Linked DNA regions of Mus musculus: all the other regions are linked to region 2. Evidence: chromatin contacts called from public ChIA-PET and promoter capture Hi-C data. All regions are on one chromosome and are shown on one strand. Each heading gives the region's core, a stretch centred on a gene start, on an enhancer-like site or on the middle of the called end of the contact. The rest is flanking DNA. Distances are from core to core; before and after follow the strand shown.

Region 1 (2,896 bases), core at 366-2,865, 230 kb after region 2:
TGTACACACACACACACTGCTCTCACAGTTTGTTGGGTAATGAGCCCTTGTGTCATCACCCTAACCAACCTATCCCTTGGCTACATACACAAAATATTCATGAGTTAGGTTAGCTGACATACGTGGCCCAGAAAGTGCTGCTATAATGTTAATATTTGGAAAATAAAGAAAACCATGGGTGAGCAGCATAATTCATCAGTGTTTATGTGTAGAGCTTGTGGGTAGTGACATAAGCCCTCTACCTCCTGAGCCCTCACGTCAAATTTAACATACTCTGTCCTGCCGCTTCAAGTGCTGTTTCTTTTTTTTTTTTCATTACTTATAAAGATTTATTTTGTGTGAATTTGCATATGTCTGTGTGAGTTTATAAGCATCACATGTGTATGGGTGCCAGCAGAAACCAGAAGAGGGCATTGGATGTCCTGGAGTTGGATTTATATTTATATTATGGGGTGCCACGTGGGTACTGAGTCCTGGTCTGTTGCAAGAGCAGTTAACACTCCTAAGAGCTGAGCCATTTCTCAAGCACACATTTATTTATTTATTTATTTATTTATTTACTTATTTATTTACTTACTTATTTATTTATGACACAAGGTTTCATGTAGCCCAGGATAACCTCAAATTCACTATGAAATTAAGGTTGCGTGTGAACCGTTACCCTCTTGTCTCTACCTCGCAACTGTAGGATTGCAGGTGTATGACACCACACTTTAAAAACAACAAAACAGATACATTCCTTTCTTTTGGTAGATCAGCTACTTCTGTCACTTCTTCTAAAACAGTGTGCATGCACACAACACACACACACACACACACACACACTTACATACACATATACACACACTTACATACACACATACACACACTCTCACACACACACTTACATACATATATACACACACTTACATACACACATACACACACTCACACACACTTACATACACATATACACACACTTACATACACACATACACACACTCTCACACACACACACACTTACATACACATATACACACACTTACATACACACATACACTCTCACACACACACACACATACACACACTTACATACACATATACACACACTCTCACACACACACACACACACATACACACACTTACATACACACATACACACACTCACACACACACACACACCAAAAAACCAAGAACAAACAAAAACAGCACCAAACCAAACAACCAAGCCACCCCCCCCCCAACATTTGATGATGCTAATGGCTAATTCGTCCACTAAAGTGCAAGAAAAGGGAAAGGGAAAGAAAACAGTTACTTGTAAATCAATCGAGCCAACTTCCCTCTTTGTGTTCTAATCACAGACTTGATTTACAAGTGTGTGAGTCATTCTAAAACATCCCTTTCTGCTTTTCTAGGTGCAACCTGCCTCCCTTGTCAAGTGAGTACACCAGAGATGTCGGTTCCAAAACTCAGTTGGTGACAGCTAACCCCAGCATAATTCGCCAGAGGTAAGACTCCCTGGTTTCTCTTTGTGGGGGGAACCAAAGAGGGAGGTTTGCGACATCATTTGCATCTTAAAGGGAGTGAGCATATTTCAGCCTCTCTGCAGACAAAGAGGGAAGCCATCTGGACAGGCAGGAAGGATGGAGGAGGGAATCGTAAATAAACCAGGCAAGTATTACAGGCATCCGTCCTCATCCTAGGTATTTCATGCTTCCTCTGCGGTTTGGCTTCTCTCTGCTAGAAGTGGCGTGAATGACAGGGGGTTGAATATTTTGCTCAGAGCACAGCACAGCATCCTGCCCACTCATTACTACTCCTATGTCATGCGCTGGCACTGGTCCTACTTTGTGATCAGCCACTGTGAACTGACATGTTGAAACAAAAACAAAGAAATGACCAATTTACCACACGCATGCATCAAGACAGCAATGTCTTCAGAATGTACAAGAATGTGTGGTGATGATAGATTGGTTCTGCTTTGTCAGACCTTCCTTGACAGGTGGAAAATCCTTTTTGAAAAATATTAATTAATTAATTCACATTCTAATTTTAGCTTCCCATCCCTCTTCTCCTCCCTGTCCCTTCCTTCTCCCTCCCCTTCTCCCTGACTTTCCCCCCTCCCCTTCTTTGAGAAGAAGAAGAGGCCTCCCATGGATGTCAACCACACTTGGCCTATCAAGTTGCAGGAGTATTATGCACATATTCTTCTATTGAGGACAGCCCAGTTAGGGGAAAGGGATCCAAAAGCAGGCAATGTAGCCAGAGATAGCCCCGCTCCTGCTTTAGGAGTCCCACATGAAGACCCAACCGCAGGACTGTTACATATGTGCAGAGGGCCTAGGTCCATCCCATGCATGCTCTCTGGTTGACAGACCAGTCTCTATGAGCCCCTATGGGCTCAGGTTAGTTGATTCTGTAGATTTTCTTGTGGTGCCCTTGACCCCTCTGGCTCCTTCAATCCTTCCTCCCCCTTTTCCACAGGATTCTACAAGCTCTGCTTAGTGTTTGGCTGTGGGTCTCTGCATCTGTTTCTGGGTGAAGCCTCTCAGAGGACAGTTATGCTAGTCTGCTGTCTGCAAGCATAACAGAGCATCATTAGCAGTGTCAGGGTGTGCCAAGCTGTCAGGAGTGTCAGGTTCTCTGTCATGGCATGGGTCTCAAGCTGGGCCAGTCATTCTCTTTTGCATTAATTCCAGAAAACGTGGCAGCCATGATGGAAGCATTGGGGTCAGTCTCTAGTTGAGGAAGCGCCCAGGTGAACTCACAGGATTTGACAGGAAGGGGAGCACACAGGCACCCCCTCGAGTCTGACCAAGTGCGCTTCAAACTTGTTTCTTCATGTAGCCTTCAAAATCATTTTTAAGATACCGTCATTTTCTTCATTGTTAGCAGTTTTCCTAGTATTGTTAGCAGG
Region 2 (3,302 bases), core at 144-2,643:
TCTAGTCCAAACAGTATGCAACAATGTATCTTTTACTTATTCTTTTTCTTCTTTTGAGCAGGACATTTTCTTTGGAAGAATTCAGTTTTGCCCATGGGCAAAATTCCTTTCTCAGGAGGACTCTTTTTGAAAGGGCGTTTCTGGTTCATTACCACTTCAAGTAATTTTTCTATCCTGTTTTAGTATTTTTGAAGTTAAAAAGACCATGCTGATATCTTCATTTAGGAATTTTCCATTCCTGATAAATTCAGTGCTGTGATTTTTTTCCCACTGGCATTTTCAGTGTTGATTTCAGTATTTACTACAGAGTGTATTGCCAATGCTGGGTTTGCCATAGTGTAGGAAGTGCTCTTGTTCCATCCTGTGTGTGGGCTTCAACCCCAATCATTTTCTGATAGTCTGAAGCAGTATCTAATACCCCACTTTGACAGGCTCATGATGTATCTAGAGTGGGGTCAATTTACAGAGACCTAGTGAGGTCTTCTTCGGGCTCATTTCTCACACTGACTACATGTACCGCTGGAGGTTCGTTTCTTGCTGACTTTTAGCCAGCACTGTAGACCTTTCCTTTAGGCGTGTGAATGCTTAATACTTAGAGAGCTGGATGTGCAGGCACAAACCCATCACCTTAGCACTTGTGACAATACACCAGGAAGACTGCCACATTCAAAGCCAGCCTGGGCTGCATACCAAGGAGAGGCCAGCAGGCAAGATGTTGCCTCAAAAAAGAAAGTTCACACTGACACACAAAGTTCACACTGACATAAGGAAGTGTGAAGTGCCATCTATAACCCAGTACACAGTACAATTGCCTGTGACTGAAATAAGTCTTTGAAGAAATAATATTTATTTTCACTAGCTGAGATGCGTGTGTGTAATTTTTTGTCCCTTTTCCTTTTTTTTTTTTTTTTTTTTTTTTTTTTTTTTTTTTTTTTCTTTTTTGAGCCAAACTTTTCGTCTGTTGCCCAGGCTGGCTAAGAACTCGATGCAATCCTCCTGCCTCCACTTTCCAAGTTCTGGGTTGACAGGTGTGCGTCCCCACACCTGACTCTAACCAGAGGATTCTTACTGAAATTCATAGAAAACCACTACTCGCATCAGTACCCCTTCCTGGTGGCCGTCTCAGGAAACACTAAAAGTAGACTCCTCTAGTATGCTTGGCAGCAGCAGTCTGTCCAAGGGCCAACAAAATGAAGCGCGGCTGGGTTGTCACCAGCGCCGGGTGCCCAGAGCGCTGGAGCGTGTCCTCAGCACGGCTCCTGCACCTAACCGACCCGAGGCTGGGTAGATGATGCAGGGCTCGACCGGTTCCCCTGCTCTCCAGCTCAGCCCCGCCCCTCTCCCATGGCCCCGCGAATTCAAATCGGCCCCGCCGCAGGGCAGAGCACCGAGAGATCGATCGCTCCCGCCCCTCGAGCCGCCATTTTTGGAAGGTGGGAGGAGAAAGGTGGGTGGGCGCGGTGCCTGCTTTGCGGGATGCTGACTGGACTTGGCGGCTCTCTGCAGCACGTCAGGGGTAGGGCAGCACGGCTGGCCGGCGCCCTTCCTCCGGCTGCTTCTCCGGAATGAGGCCTCGGTGGCCGCGCGGGACGACTCGGTTCCTGCTCAGAGCGTGAGTGCGGCGCGCGCGCCCTCCGCTGTCAGTTGGCGCGCGCTCCCGACGCCTCTCCGCGCGCCCCCGCGCCCCCCCCCCCCGGGCTCGCGCTCGCTCGCTCGCTCGGCGCAGACTCGCTTGTTTGTTTCTGCAGGAATCCTAGGAGAGGCCGAAGCCGCCGTGATGCCGGGGAAGCTGAAGGTGAAAATTGTGGCCGGTCGCCATTTGCCGGTGATGGACCGTGCCAGTGACCTGACGGATGCCTTCGTGGAGGTTGGTTCCTGGTCCTGCCCCCCAGAGCACGGGGCGCCGAGCCCTGCCCTTCCCGCGGTCCCCGGCTCCGTGGAGGGATGCCCGCCCGCCCCCAGCCCGTGAGATGTGGCCATCGGTCCTGGACACGTCCCGCTGCCAAGCTCGCGGTCAGGGCGTCGGTCCGACCACCTGCCGGTCCGAGGCGTGGCAGCGGAGACGCTCGCCACGACCTCGTTTGCGGTTAGGAGGTTAAGGGCCATTGCTGCAGCAAGTCCACGCAGCCAGCCCTCTGGGGACACCCACAGCCCCACGGTGCGACTACATCCAACCCGTACCCCAACACCGTCTGAATCATCAGTGCAAGTCACACACAACAGCAGCACTAAAGCTGCCCTTGTGTAGACTGGTAGGGAGGTGAGCTGTTTCAGGGTAATTTATTGCCTCGAGGTAGGAAGTCAATTAAGTGCCATGGGTTTCAATTGCAAAATTGCTCTTTAAGTCTAATGATTAGTTTAAAAGTCATGCAAATTAGCACAGGCCTACTGTCCGGAAGTTAATAACTCACAACCTGAAAGAAGCCAAGGAGAAATTGTAATAAAAGTTGACATAATGAGGCAGACCATTAGAGCAATAATCATTTGGGCTATTAATGCTTAGGGTTCAAAGACATATGACAGTATACTTATACTCAATATATTCTTAAACGTTCCAGAACCTAATTAACTGCAATTCACTGTATTTTTTATTTTATTTATTTTTATGGCATTTGTTGAGTTCAACTTCATCTTTTATTGAAACAAACAAACACAAACCAAACTAACCCCCCCCCCCCAAAAAAAAAAACAAAAAACAAAAAACAAAACCCAAAGCAGTTTGCTCCTGGGCCAGATGTCAACAGAGATCTAATGATAACTGAAGTTGTACTGCCTTTCAGGCAGCCTGGAGAGTAATCCACACAGCTGATATTAATATCTAATATGTATTGAGCTTCATTATTGAGATATTTGTGTTTTGTACTTTTGAATCCTTAGTTTTTACAGCAAAGCTAACTAGGAGCCATATCCTCATCTTACAGGTTAGGCAGTGGATTCCTAGGGGCAGAAATAATGTGCTTCGATGATCTACCTTGTAAATCTCCACAGCCTAGCAGCAGTCTCTTCTATTATAACTTTCCCACCTCTCTAGACAAGGTGCTGAATGTTATTTTTGAATGATGGTTGTTTGCTAGGCCCTGTGCTATTCTGGTTTAGTTGATGTATGTATAATGATGAACAAGGTGAATTTGGTTTCTGATTTTAAGGAACTTTTGTTTTGGTGACTAAGACATTTTAAAAGTACAGAATTTACGAAGTAGATAATGCAAATTAGGAAAAAATTGTTATGGGTGCCATAAAAAAATGCACTAGAAAGTGGTAAAGATCACCATTTTTAGGTTGTGAGGTCAGTGTCAAGCAAC
Region 3 (2,953 bases), core at 55-2,554, 160 kb before region 2:
TTTCCGTACCAGCCATGTAAGCTCAGGGAACTGACTGACACCGGGCAGGAGCGACTCATGCAGCCCCCACTCTGACATCAGGATGTGCTGTAGGCAAACCTCTTACATGGTTGTAAGCCGTGATTTGAGGGCTCTGTCTGTATTCACTGGCGCTCCTTTAGAGAGTTACTGAAGGAGTTGTGAACCAGAAAGGAGCCAGAAGGAAACAACCAATTTATTAACCTGAGTGACTACTTAGTCCTAGAAACTCTGGTACAGGGTAAAGCAGTTAGAACCCACGGGGCCGCAGGCAAAGTGACTCTAGATACAACTGAGTCAAGGCTGCCTTCCAACTATGACCCCTGTGTTAGGGTCAGCTCCAGGTAAGAGGCTCAAAGGAGCCGACTCAACATATTAAGATTCCCTGCTGTGTGCTGCAAGTCTGTAGTCAGAACTGGTCATATGCAAGCCGCTTCGTGGGTTACACAATGGCCTCATTCATCTTGAATCCTTCACAGAAACCCTGTGTCTGTCCCACCGAGTCTGAACGACTTCATCTACATATCCAATCCACAGAAACCCTGTGTCTGTCCCACCAAGTCTGAGCGACTTCATCTACACATCCTAGCTTTGTTTTCATCCTGTCCTCCAAGTCCCTGGGACACAACCTGTGATCTGTTTGCTAACAAGAACCAACTCTCTCATTAAGTCAGATTTAAAAAAAAAAAAAAATTCACCACAAGGATGGAAGTCAGCAGCTCATGGTCCTCCAGAGGCCCGCAGCAAGGAAGTGGTTAAACGATTAAAAACGCAAAATGCAATGCAGCAAGCTGTGTACAATTAACCAGAATTCAAATATACACCTTGTTCCAATCCCAGGCATTTATCAGATAAAAATAGTCTTCTACAAGAATGTCATGATTAATGAGGTGAGACTCCAGCTAATTACTGTTTCCTCCAGAAGTAATTAGGTTGGCATCGCTAATCAAGATGAATGAACGCTCTGACCCGCTTTTTTAAATGTAAAACTCAGAGTTCCGACCACAATCTCAGCATTTAGTTCAGGCAATGTAGTCTTTATTAGGCTTGTAGTTTGATTAAATTCTTTTGTTACACCAGGCCTTCCACACATGAACACAGGAACGCGGAGATGTTCAAAGAGTTTTTCACCCTTAATTAAAGACCGCAAAGCCTTGTTCCATTCACGGGGCAATACATAGGACAGGTCTAAATTGATAGCTTTTAAGTAGAGCGTAAGGAATAAGAAAAGGCGCTTTAGCGCTAGCCCAGCTGAGAGAAGTCTTCCCCCACCCTCCTCCCAGAACTGCACTTGTTATGGTGGAGAAATAAAAGGGAAACAATTTTGTTATATTTTATTAAGCAGCTTTTTTTTTTTCACTTTCTCGCGGCCCCTCTTAAGGAAGGTAGGGCATGTGTCTAGCTTTATTCTTTTGTCTAATGAGTTTTGAGTAAGGGAGGGAGGAAACACGATCCAATTAGTCCCATCAGTAAAGCGCTCCTCAGTGTGGACCACAGGTGCCTTTAGAAGCAGGCCCTGTATTGCGGTCTCCTGCCTCTGACTGGAAAGCGACTTATTCCCATTCCTGACCCACGGTGCCGGTAAAGTAAAAAATGTTTGTTTTCAAGATGTAATTGCGCTTTGTTTTCTGTTGAGCAAAGAGACTAACTCAGTTTGCGGCTAAATGTATCAAATCAGTTCTCCACAGGATGGTGTATCAGTATTTCACAAAATGTGACAGTATCTTCACCCCCGAATTCGCTAACTGGAGGCTAAAATCAGGTCTTGGCACATTCACCCTCCCTCACACTTAATAGCTTCCCGGCTCCCTCCCGCCCTCTCCCCCTTCACCGGTTGCTGTCTATTTCCTGTTTGCTCTCCCTTCTCCATAGTTACTCCATGGGAGTGGGACCCTCCTCTCGCCCTTCCTCTGCCAGTTGGTTTATGTTTCCACTTGCCAGGTTGGGAAATCCTATTTTTATATCTTCTACTTAATTATATTCCCAGTCTAGAATGTGCTGTCTCCTCTGATTGATGTACTTGGACCGCCCGCTGTTTTGTTTTTTTGTTGTTTTTTTTTTTCCTGCGACTCTGCATACAGGAGGATAAAATAATCTTAAATTTTGACACCTCGCCTAGGTTTAGGAATCTGTTTCTTTTTCGGGGGCTTTTCCCTGTTGTAGAATTTCATAAATGGCTTTGGCATTAGTAATTCCTTTTTTTTTTTTTAATCTCGTCTTCAATTAGAAAGACATATTAACACAGCCGACCTCCAGGTTCTGTCTACCCCGTATGGGGCTGCTAGGATCCTGCCGAAGAGCCGCAAAAGCCAGCCAGTCTAAGTAAGGGACAAAGGGGTGGGAAAATGGGCCACAAAGCCACACTGTTCCAACAGAGAGCCCAGACACCAATGCCCGCCCCCGGCACAGGGACAGGGACGGGTAACTGTGTCAGGATGTGGCCTGCTGCTCCGGGGTATTGTCAAGTTGTCATTCTGCACGGCACTTGGTTCTCTTTCTCGATTTTCCAGTTGGGTTTAGAATCCGTCATAGTTCCATGTCATTTACTTACTCCATCATTATTCTACACCAGGCTGCCTTTCTTAAATGCGGCTCCACTCGCGTCGCTGGGGAGCGTTAGATTTTTGTCCTAGGATGAATTAAATAGCTCCCAAGCTTTTTTAGCCTCGTCTCTCGGGTTCTCTCTTTTCCTTGGTGCCTGTCTGTTTAGCACAAGGAGCGCTCCTGTTCTGCCTGATAAACCCAAGCTGGTATCTTGTGCTTTCTGCCATGTGTTACTTAATTAAAACATGTAGTTCTTTCTTGGTCTTCTGAATACTTCTGGCACCATAAGAGCTGCTAAGGCTGGGCAGTGCAGGACTTCATAGGAGGCTCCTGACCTTAGTCTAGCCTTTTAGTGTTATACAGATCCTTGACTTTTATCACGCAACATCAG

The links. Promoter capture Hi-C pulls out the DNA fragments that hold promoters and counts their contacts. ChIA-PET counts read pairs in DNA pulled down with a chosen protein or histone mark.
Region 1: a contact with region 2 is called in an RNA polymerase II ChIA-PET map of memory CD8 T cells, with 62 read pairs. The contact joins the enhancer-like site here to the promoter of C2cd5 in region 2. A contact is called at or near these places in 2 of 39 promoter capture datasets (the HPC-7 cell line and pre-B cells), 1 of 484 Hi-C or Micro-C datasets (embryonic stem cells), 3 of 115 datasets of contacts at active chromatin or transcription factors (effector CD8 T cells, embryonic stem cells and memory CD8 T cells) and 1 of 9 other capture datasets (embryonic stem cells).
Region 3: a contact with region 2 is called in a promoter capture Hi-C map of pre-B cells, with 4 times the contacts expected there. The contact joins the promoter of 4930407I02Rik here to the promoter of C2cd5 in region 2. A contact is called at or near these places in 5 of 39 promoter capture datasets (embryonic stem cells, liver, pre-B cells and 1 more).

Annotation. Positions count from the first base shown.
Region 1 is chr6:142,866,445-142,869,340 of GRCm38.p6, reverse strand. It overlaps St8sia1 (ST8 alpha-N-acetyl-neuraminide alpha-2,8-sialyltransferase 1), which reads left to right. Exons shown (of 5, transcript NM_011374.2): 4 at 1,395-1,487. Among named protein-coding and RNA genes, the nearest start is that of Gm7457, 54 kb to the right of the region's middle. Within about 2 kb of position 1,615, at least 160 of the 459 cell types and tissues checked have an H3K27ac peak or open chromatin away from gene starts, as enhancers often do. A contact at or near this core is called in the HPC-7 cell line, effector CD8 T cells and memory CD8 T cells, where this site is marked.
Region 2 is chr6:143,098,243-143,101,544 of GRCm38.p6, reverse strand. C2cd5 (C2 calcium-dependent domain containing 5) reads left to right here and starts at 1,393. Exons shown (of 29, transcript NM_001362113.1): 1 at 1,393-1,612; 2 at 1,749-1,867. The coding sequence starts at 1,778.
Region 3 is chr6:143,258,978-143,261,930 of GRCm38.p6, reverse strand. 4930407I02Rik (a long non-coding RNA gene) reads left to right here and starts at 1,304. Exons shown (of 3, transcript XR_869574.1): 1 at 1,304-1,599. The region is part of intron 3 of D6Ertd474e (DNA segment, Chr 6, ERATO Doi 474, expressed); the gene reads right to left.